Linked DNA regions of Zea mays: region 2 is linked to region 1. A link is a contact called in public Hi-C data. All regions are on one chromosome and are shown on one strand. Each heading gives the region's core, a stretch centred on a gene start, on an enhancer-like site or on the middle of the called end of the contact. The rest is flanking DNA. Distances are from core to core; before and after follow the strand shown. Region 1 holds the start of LOC100216744. Region 2 holds the start of LOC541705 (pyruvate dehydrogenase 2).

Region 1 (3,979 bases), core at 712-3,211:
CAATAGCAGTGGGGAATGGACCAATAATTGGAGCTCTCACCGGATTGGAGACTGACGAGCAGCCGAAGGCGATGCTCTTAAGTTGTCGCATCATATGCATCCTCCTCCCTTAGAGGGTGCCGACCGATGCAGCCCAACAGTGATTCTTCACCTCGCCTTCGTCTGACCTCGTCGCCCAGCTCCTCCACCGCCCTCGCGATGCAACCTCGTCGCTGCTGGAGGTGGCTTTGCCCTGCCTTCGTCTGACCACGTCGCCCAGCTCCTCCACTGCCCTCGCAATGCAGCCTCGGCCTTCACGACTACCACACCGCTCCATCAAAAAGGGCCTCGCCGCCGGATGGTATGCCTCGCAATAGGGTGGGAAGAAGCAACAACGACTGCACATAGTCATCACCGTGGTTCCCATCGCTCGGTCTAGCAGAGGCGTGGGGTATGTGCGGCATGGAGCAGGAGAGCGCGTGCAATCTAGGGAGGAGGAAGATGAATTCGAGCGAGAGGTGGATAGGCCTCGGCTCGTGCAAAGCGTTGGAAGAAAGAGCGGAGATTGGAGCTCCCTCCGCATTCGGTGTGGAGATTAAAGGCGGCGGCTGGGGGCGGAGACACGATTCAGAGCGCGCTCGCGATGGGGAGGGCCGGACGGGAGGGAGGCAAAGATGGCAGGCGTCCGGTGCACGCTCGGAGGAGAACGGGGATGTCAGGTTGTGCGGGTGGGCATGGGTCCGGCGTCTACTTGCGGGAGCGGCAGCGCCGGAGACGGGATGTGTGGGGCGCGGATGGCGCAGAGTGGGTGGGGTGGAGGCGGGGGCATACACAGGTGTGGACGCCCACACTGCTGTCTTATAGAGTAGTAGTAGATAAACATATATATGACAATAGCATACATTGTAAAATAAGAAAATAAATATTTAAACCACTTCCATAATTCATAGTTTAATACTTCTATTTCATATCTCCATGTCTAATCTAGGCAACACTCTATCAATCCAAAATATTAATATGCAATGCAAGTATGCATCCACATGTGACATGCCCACATATCGACTTGCACATCAAATACAACAATCCATCGTAGGCTCATAATCTATAGACTTAAACACATCAATTTCCACTCTCTAGTTAAAAAGGTCACCAAGATATAATTTTAAAACTAGCATGAAAATAGACACAAAGACAAAATCTACTTGTCCTCCACTCTAGGTATCTAATGGTATACTCTCTTAAACCTGATAGGTAAACACCAACATCAAATGAATACCTCTTTAATTGAAATTCAATGTACAGTCCTACAATAAATAAGTAAAATGTTGAATAACTACTAGCTACTTGTCACCACACATTGTTTCAACGATGATTTGTTAGGGCTCGGGACTAAAGAGCCACAAGTTCGAAGACTCGCAGCGCAGTTGTTGTCACCGACCGTAGAATCACGGTCCGCAGACTCACTGTTTTGTAGGGTGAAAATTATTTGTCCATCTAGATGTCTTAGGGTTTTTTCTTGGGTTTTTTAAGCTGTATAGGCTATTGGGTTGTTGACTTAGCTCGTCTAACTCGCGAGCAGCTCAGGAGCTAGCTCGAGCCAGCTTGTTAACGAACCGAACTAAAACACTGGCTTAACTCATTACAGAATACAAACGAATCGAGTCGAGCCAGTGACGAACCGAGTCGAGCGAGATATAAGTTTCGAGTTTTTTGTCCAGCCTACTCCCGCCCGTGCCTCTCCTACTCGCGCACGCTGCCACCGCACGCCGCCGGCGTCCAGCCACTCAACTGTCAACTGCAGTTTGACTCCAGACGCTAGTAAGAATATTCTGTCGGTTCAAACAGAATATGCTTCCGGATAAACTCGCGCCGCGGCGGAACATTCTGCGAGCCGTCGCTCTCGTCGCCTGGCCCGCCCGGCGGCGGCGGTTGCGGGGTCTAAAAATGTTTCAAAAAAAAGAGTATTTTGGAACCAGCGCTGCCAAATCAGGAAACGGGCACGACGCGGGCGGGGCGGGGAGCCAAAATGGCGCTCCCGGGCCCGGCGGCGACCCGCGCGGCGGTGAGGCTCTGCCGGATCGCGGCGAGCGCTTCCTCGTATTTGCCGTCTGCGGCGGCCGACGGAAGGAGGGAGCTGGAGCTGCCGTTCGCGCTGGTGGCGGAGCGGGGGATGGTGGTGGGCGGCCACCGCGGGATGGGGATGAACGCGGTGGGGGCACCGCCCGGGGCGCGCTTCGGGGCCGCCAGGGAGCGGGAGAACACGCTGCTCTCCTTCGGCCGAGCCGCCGCACATGCTGCCGTCGCCTTCGTCGAGTTCGACGTCCAGGTGCGCCTTGCTGTCTCGTTTGGGACCTTGTTCGGATTTGGATTGGAGTTTGCAGTTACACCACCACAGCATTGCGATGCAAAAATGGTATTAAAAAATGTGGGCGGCTGGGCCCGACGCAATAATCGAAACGCGTGCTCCGGTGGATGCAACTTGCGTCTGCCACCGACCTCCATGACCATTCTCCCTCCTCCAGTTGGGACCTGGATGTGTAGTGTAGGGGTATCATATGGTTGCAGTGCTTTACTCGCATATGCTAAGGTTTGAGGTTTCTGGCTAGCCAAATAGTAGTAGAAGGAAGCAAATAAGCAACATGAGCTGACTGGATTGTGAAAATGATTAGTCTCCGTCCCGATCCGGGCATCCGGTAATGTGTGAGCATATTGCGACCTCTATTCGAGTCCTGGTACACATGCTTTTACAACAACGGTGGTGGTGGTGGACTAACTGTATACATGCTATTTTGCCATGAAAGCGTGAAAGAGTCACATTGTTCAGGTTTCTGATGCAGATTTACTGTCAAAATTATGAAATGTCAACCATATAAGTATAATCAAAGAGGTACAAGAGATGAATAGGTTCCTGAAAATCTGTAGATTTCTCTAGTTCATTCAAGAATCTCCTTCCACCCTAGAATTTCCAGATTCCTAGTACCCATCTACCATGGTGGATCGGATCATTTCCCCCCGACCCGACTCACCACTCCACTCCCATCCCGACGACACCTCCAAGCACCAAGCATCAGCTAGGGTTGCCACCGCCTCCATGCACCCGACTTCGGCGGCCGGCGACACGGTTCAGCCACCACTAAATCGTCGCACCTATTCCCCATCGATCCTTCTGCATTGCTCATCGCCCATCCATGTCGCCTGTCCCAATTCGACGTTGCCTCTTCAACACCTCCCTAGCCCCCACTTTGATGTTCGGTGACGGCGACACTCCATACCCATGGAAAACAATGACACACCATCTATTGCTTTAGCTACTGCTGCCGCCATGCGTGCTGCTCGTGTAGGACACCATGCACGCGCTGGAGCCGATGTGACTACAACCACGATACTTGGGCCTATCGCTGCGGATGTAGGACCTCTGTGGCACGGCAAACCGCAACCTCACTGATGATGGCCTGCTATCAAATCAGCTTGTCCGAAAGGCAGAGCGGTGTCCCTCCTGCTAGATTGCTATGTCGTCATGCTCTTATTCCTCATAGCTTACAACTAGAACCAGTTTTTTAGGAACATACAACTGAACCAAAAAGATCCTTAGTAGCACATCAGGTCATGGATTCACGGATTTGTTGGTCTAATCTTCAAAGATGCTCATAAGGGTGAGTGTGCATGTGTTGTGGATTTATACTCCCTCCGTCCAAAAACCTCCATTGTCTGAGCAAAATAAAAACTTCCAAGAATACACATCGTATAAGCTAGGGACCACACTTTCATCTCATCTCCGGCCACCCGCGACTCTTCGATCCGTCCCTCCCGTCACGGATACTTGCGTTGGGAAAACATAAACAATGCCAGGTAATTAAGTTTACAGCGACCATTAAATGGAAACCATGCAAACGGAGAGGCTTCCTTGGTCTCGGTGAGGGAGGCTCGGTGAGGGAGGCTCAGATGAAGATTTTTGGACGAAGGGAGTAGTTTGCAAAAAAAAATGTCGGGGTTTCAAGGT
Region 2 (3,979 bases), core at 873-3,372, 270 kb after region 1:
ATGAGGATTTATTCTTTGGTGCGACACTCGGTAGTTCTGCTTCAGCGCAGCGACATGGTAGAGAGGAAAGTAGTTGCTGTGCATTAACATATGTTATAGAAAATTATAAAACTACAATAAATCAGTTGATTTTTAGCCCTCAATTTTTTGACGCCCTGTGCGAGCACACGGCTCGCATGGCCTGGCCATCGTTGATTAGAACGTGTTTCTTCGGCTTTCATCTTCATGTCTAGGCCTAAGCAAAATAAATCAAAACCGAAGAACCGAATAACCGTTAGTAATTTTGGTTCCAAGTTTTAGAAAACAGAAATAACCGAGTTAATTTCGGTTCTAGACCACGGAAATTCGAAAGAACCGAAATATAATAGAAGCCCAAAAGACCAATAGAGTTTTATGCATATATCTTAATATAGCCGTCTCAAATACAATATTAATAAGCACACAACCTCTCCAAATCAATCCATGTATCACCAACCCCAACCCTCCATCTAGCCATTACACACTTTTGATAAACTCTAAAATTATGTTGTTTTGTTGTATTTTTGATTTTTTCGATCTTGCTTGGCCTTAATGCATATCCGTTCTAATTTTTCTGGGAACCGAATTTTCTAAAAAAAAAATAACTGGAGGCCTACTTCTACGGGCGTGGACGCGATAAAAGAAGGTCCGCTCCAAGTCCAACAGTGCCGGACCCGAAGGCCAGTTAATCTGGGCTCGTGCCCGGGCTTTACCCTAAGAGGCCTTGCACCGGCTGGCTGTAAGAGGGAGAGGAAAGGAGGCGCAAGTGGGCTGGTCTACGTGGGCTTAAAAGGCCGAGCGAGGAGGTTGGTGGGCTTCGTCAATTTTTGGTCCGAAAAAAAAAGAGGACTGGGCAAAAAAATGGAAGAGAAAGAAATAGAAGGATACGTGAATTTGGATTGAGCTTTCTGAGATATAGTTGTGCCCAACGACTGTTTTAGAATTCTCTAAATTTTATAAAGATAGTTTTCAAACCTGGTTTTCTGCCATTTTTGGATTATAGTTAGAAAGTACGTACACAATTTTTTGAATGTCAAAAGTATTCCTTTGAGAGACATTTTCGACACCAACTTTGTCGAAAAGCCAATTACTAGTAAAAAATAGTGTGCATCCATTTGATTGGATGAATAGAACAATCGGTCTGGCTCCGCCGCTGCGCTCCAATATTCAGCTCTTCTGCTCTTGACGTCTCTCAAGCAAATACACGGCCACTGCTTCTGCTGTAAACCAAGCAAATACACCTCTGAAAGTTGAAACCTATCTGGTCCCAATATTCGCTGACCGCAGCTGGTGCAGATAAGACATACAGTAAGTTAGTAACAGTGTTTCGTGAGAAACAGCCCGCGGCAGCGGCTGTAGAACAGTCTACCGAGCAGCAATGCAAAGCGCCGCCAGGTGCCGAACGGTTCGCCGACGTCGCAGTCCGAACGGTGAAGGATGGACGCGCGCACGCCAACGCTCCGTCGCTCCGGCGGCCCCTGCACGCCCCCAACGGACGGGGGGCAGCTGGCTTGGCTGGTGGCCTTCGGCCGCGGCGCTGGCCAGATGCCCGGTCCCCATCGACGTTCCTGTCCCTCCGATTTGTGCACCAGGGCCAGGAGACGTCATGTCATCTCAGCCAATGAGCCAAAATAAAGGATGACGGCAACCTGCAACTAGGTTTTCTGTCTCGTATTGACGATTACTACATTTTTTGTAAAAAATAAGTATGAATGTATTCGTCCCGCCACACACTTTATATTCCTGCGTAGGTAGTTTAGAAAAAAAGAGAGAGAGAATTCATATTTTCCCCATTTCTAAATTTTGTTTACGTTTTTTTTTCAACCGGTAGTTCATCAGGCCAGACCGACCAGCTGCGTGCGCATCCTGGCTCCCGGCTCCCGTGCGTGCCCAACCCCCATAAACTTGTTCGGTTTGAAGGGGTTTAAGACCTTGTTCGTTTGTACCGGATTGATGGGTCGGAACGGATCCTAACCGGATTGCTTTTCTAATTTATATAAACTTTGATTAGCTAGAACGATTCAGGTTGTTATCCGACGTAAACGAACAAGACCTAAATTTATATAGACACTAATCCCCCTCAATCCACTGCTAACCGAACAGGGCCTAACCATTCCCGGCTCCCGGCAGAGACGGCCGCTCGCCTCCAGAAGAGCAACCCAAGTCGCCGAGAGCGACTCCCACACGACCCACCTACCCCGCCGCCGCCGCCGCCGCATCCCCCTCGATCCCGTCTGGCGATCGGGGGCTCCCAGACACATCACAGATACACACCACGCTAAGCCAAATCGAGCAACGCCTATCATCATATTATAATTTCCCCTCATTCATCTCACAGTCCCAGGCCTCCCCTCCCTCCTCCCCGTCGCCAACCAACCTCCAACCCCCAGCCGATCGCGTCGGAGATGCTGGGCGTCGCGCGGAGGCGGCTCGGATCCGGATGCGTCAGTGCTCTCCCGCCACCGGGCTCCCCGCCCTCGCTTCGCTCTCACCGTGACCCGTTTCTCTCCCCGCAGGTGCTCGCCCAGCTGGCGCAGGCCCTCCGCCCCGCCGCCGCTCCCGCCAGGACCTACTCCGCCGCGGCCAAGGAGGTGAGCGCTACTCTCTCCTCGCGACTTCCGCGCGTCGCGTCGCGTCGCGTGTGCCGTGTCGCCGAATACGGGGACCGTTTCGTTGCCGGCTCCCGGCCTTTCCCGCCGCCGCCAATACGTTTGCCAGCGCTCCGGTAGATTGGCTCTTCGCTGCGACCCGTGTCGCGCCTCGCCGATTGTGCTGTTAGATGCTTTACTTTTCCTGCGACTGCGAAATTCTCTCCTCGCGACTAGATTTTCGAAACCTTTTTTTCTTTCCTTTTCTGAGATAGATTTAAATGGTGGTGGATACTGGTTGATGGTGACCGGTGCTCGTTGTCGACCTTGATCGGAAACAGATGGATGGCAGTAGCTGTACAGGGAAGCGGGTAGGTGAGGGGAATCTAAGTGGTTGGGTCGTAGGGCAGTTGTCTATCAGACTGATAGTAGATGATTAATTTGCTTGCGTTGGCAAACAAACTGCATTTGTGTACATTATGGGTTGTGCACTGGTGATACTGTTTACGTGTGTGAAGAGCACCTGACGTTAGACGGGGACTGTATGGTGCGGTACTCCGTACTCTACCTATGCTGGGGGAGTGAACAGTGTATGCTGGGTGAGCGAACAGTGTATGCTGACTAGATGCCAGGTACCAGGTGGTGGATGCTTCGTACCTGAAAAAAAGTTAACCAACTTTGAAATAACTGAACTGGCAGTAGTGTAATGAGTTGATTTTGGTGATTCAGTGGTTTATCCAGTGTGATCTCTGATTGTCTGGATTATAACTCGAGATCTCAGGGATAGTTGGTACAGTTATAGGGTGTTTGGTTTGAGAAATAAGCTAGTTCATCATTTTCTCACTTCACATTTTTTTGTTTGGTTTGTGGAATGGAATAAGTTGATCCATTACTACTTCATTCATCATAGTTAGCTAGCTAGTACTAACATGAGAAATAAGGTTATCCCACCAAATTTGAGGAATAGACTTGTCTTTGGATGTATTGATTTCTAAAATCAAACACCCCCTATTCGTTCTTCTAGGTGGCTTGGTTCTCTTCAGATATACTATGTCATGACCTTGACATTTGCCGGGAAGTTTTACACAGCCACTCTTTTGCTTATTTAGATAACTGTACGGGAAGCATTGAATACCGCATTAGATGAAGAAATGTCGGCAGACCCTTCTGTTTTCTTGATGGGAGAAGAGGTACCACCAGTACCACTACCTGCACTTGTTTATTTTTGTGTCCCTTTGCTTCTTGTGGTTTAATAATTGTTGTGTCTATGGTAGGTTGGCGAGTACCAAGGTGCATACAAGGTCAGTAATATTTCCAAAGATTTATGCTTCATTTTTTCCCTCCCCGTGGCAACTGAAAAGTAATATACAAAT

What was found. A called contact is a pair of places that touch in the nucleus more often than the background predicts.
Region 2: a Hi-C map of bundle sheath shows a contact between it and region 1, with 2.3 times the contacts expected there. The contact joins the promoter of LOC541705 here to the promoter of LOC100216744 in region 1. A contact is called at or near these places in 3 of 25 Hi-C or Micro-C datasets (bundle sheath, endosperm and tassel).

What each region holds. Positions count from the first base shown.
Region 1 is chr1:199,459,700-199,463,678 of Zm-B73-REFERENCE-NAM-5.0, forward strand. It overlaps LOC100216744, which reads left to right and starts at 1,962. Exons shown (of 7, transcript NM_001157492.2): 1 at 1,962-2,305. The coding sequence starts at 2,006.
Region 2 is chr1:199,724,730-199,728,708 of Zm-B73-REFERENCE-NAM-5.0, forward strand. It overlaps LOC541705 (pyruvate dehydrogenase 2), which reads left to right and starts at 2,123. Exons shown (of 14, transcript NM_001111444.2): 1 at 2,123-2,462; 2 at 2,535-2,609; 3 at 3,716-3,796; 4 at 3,881-3,907. The coding sequence starts at 2,424.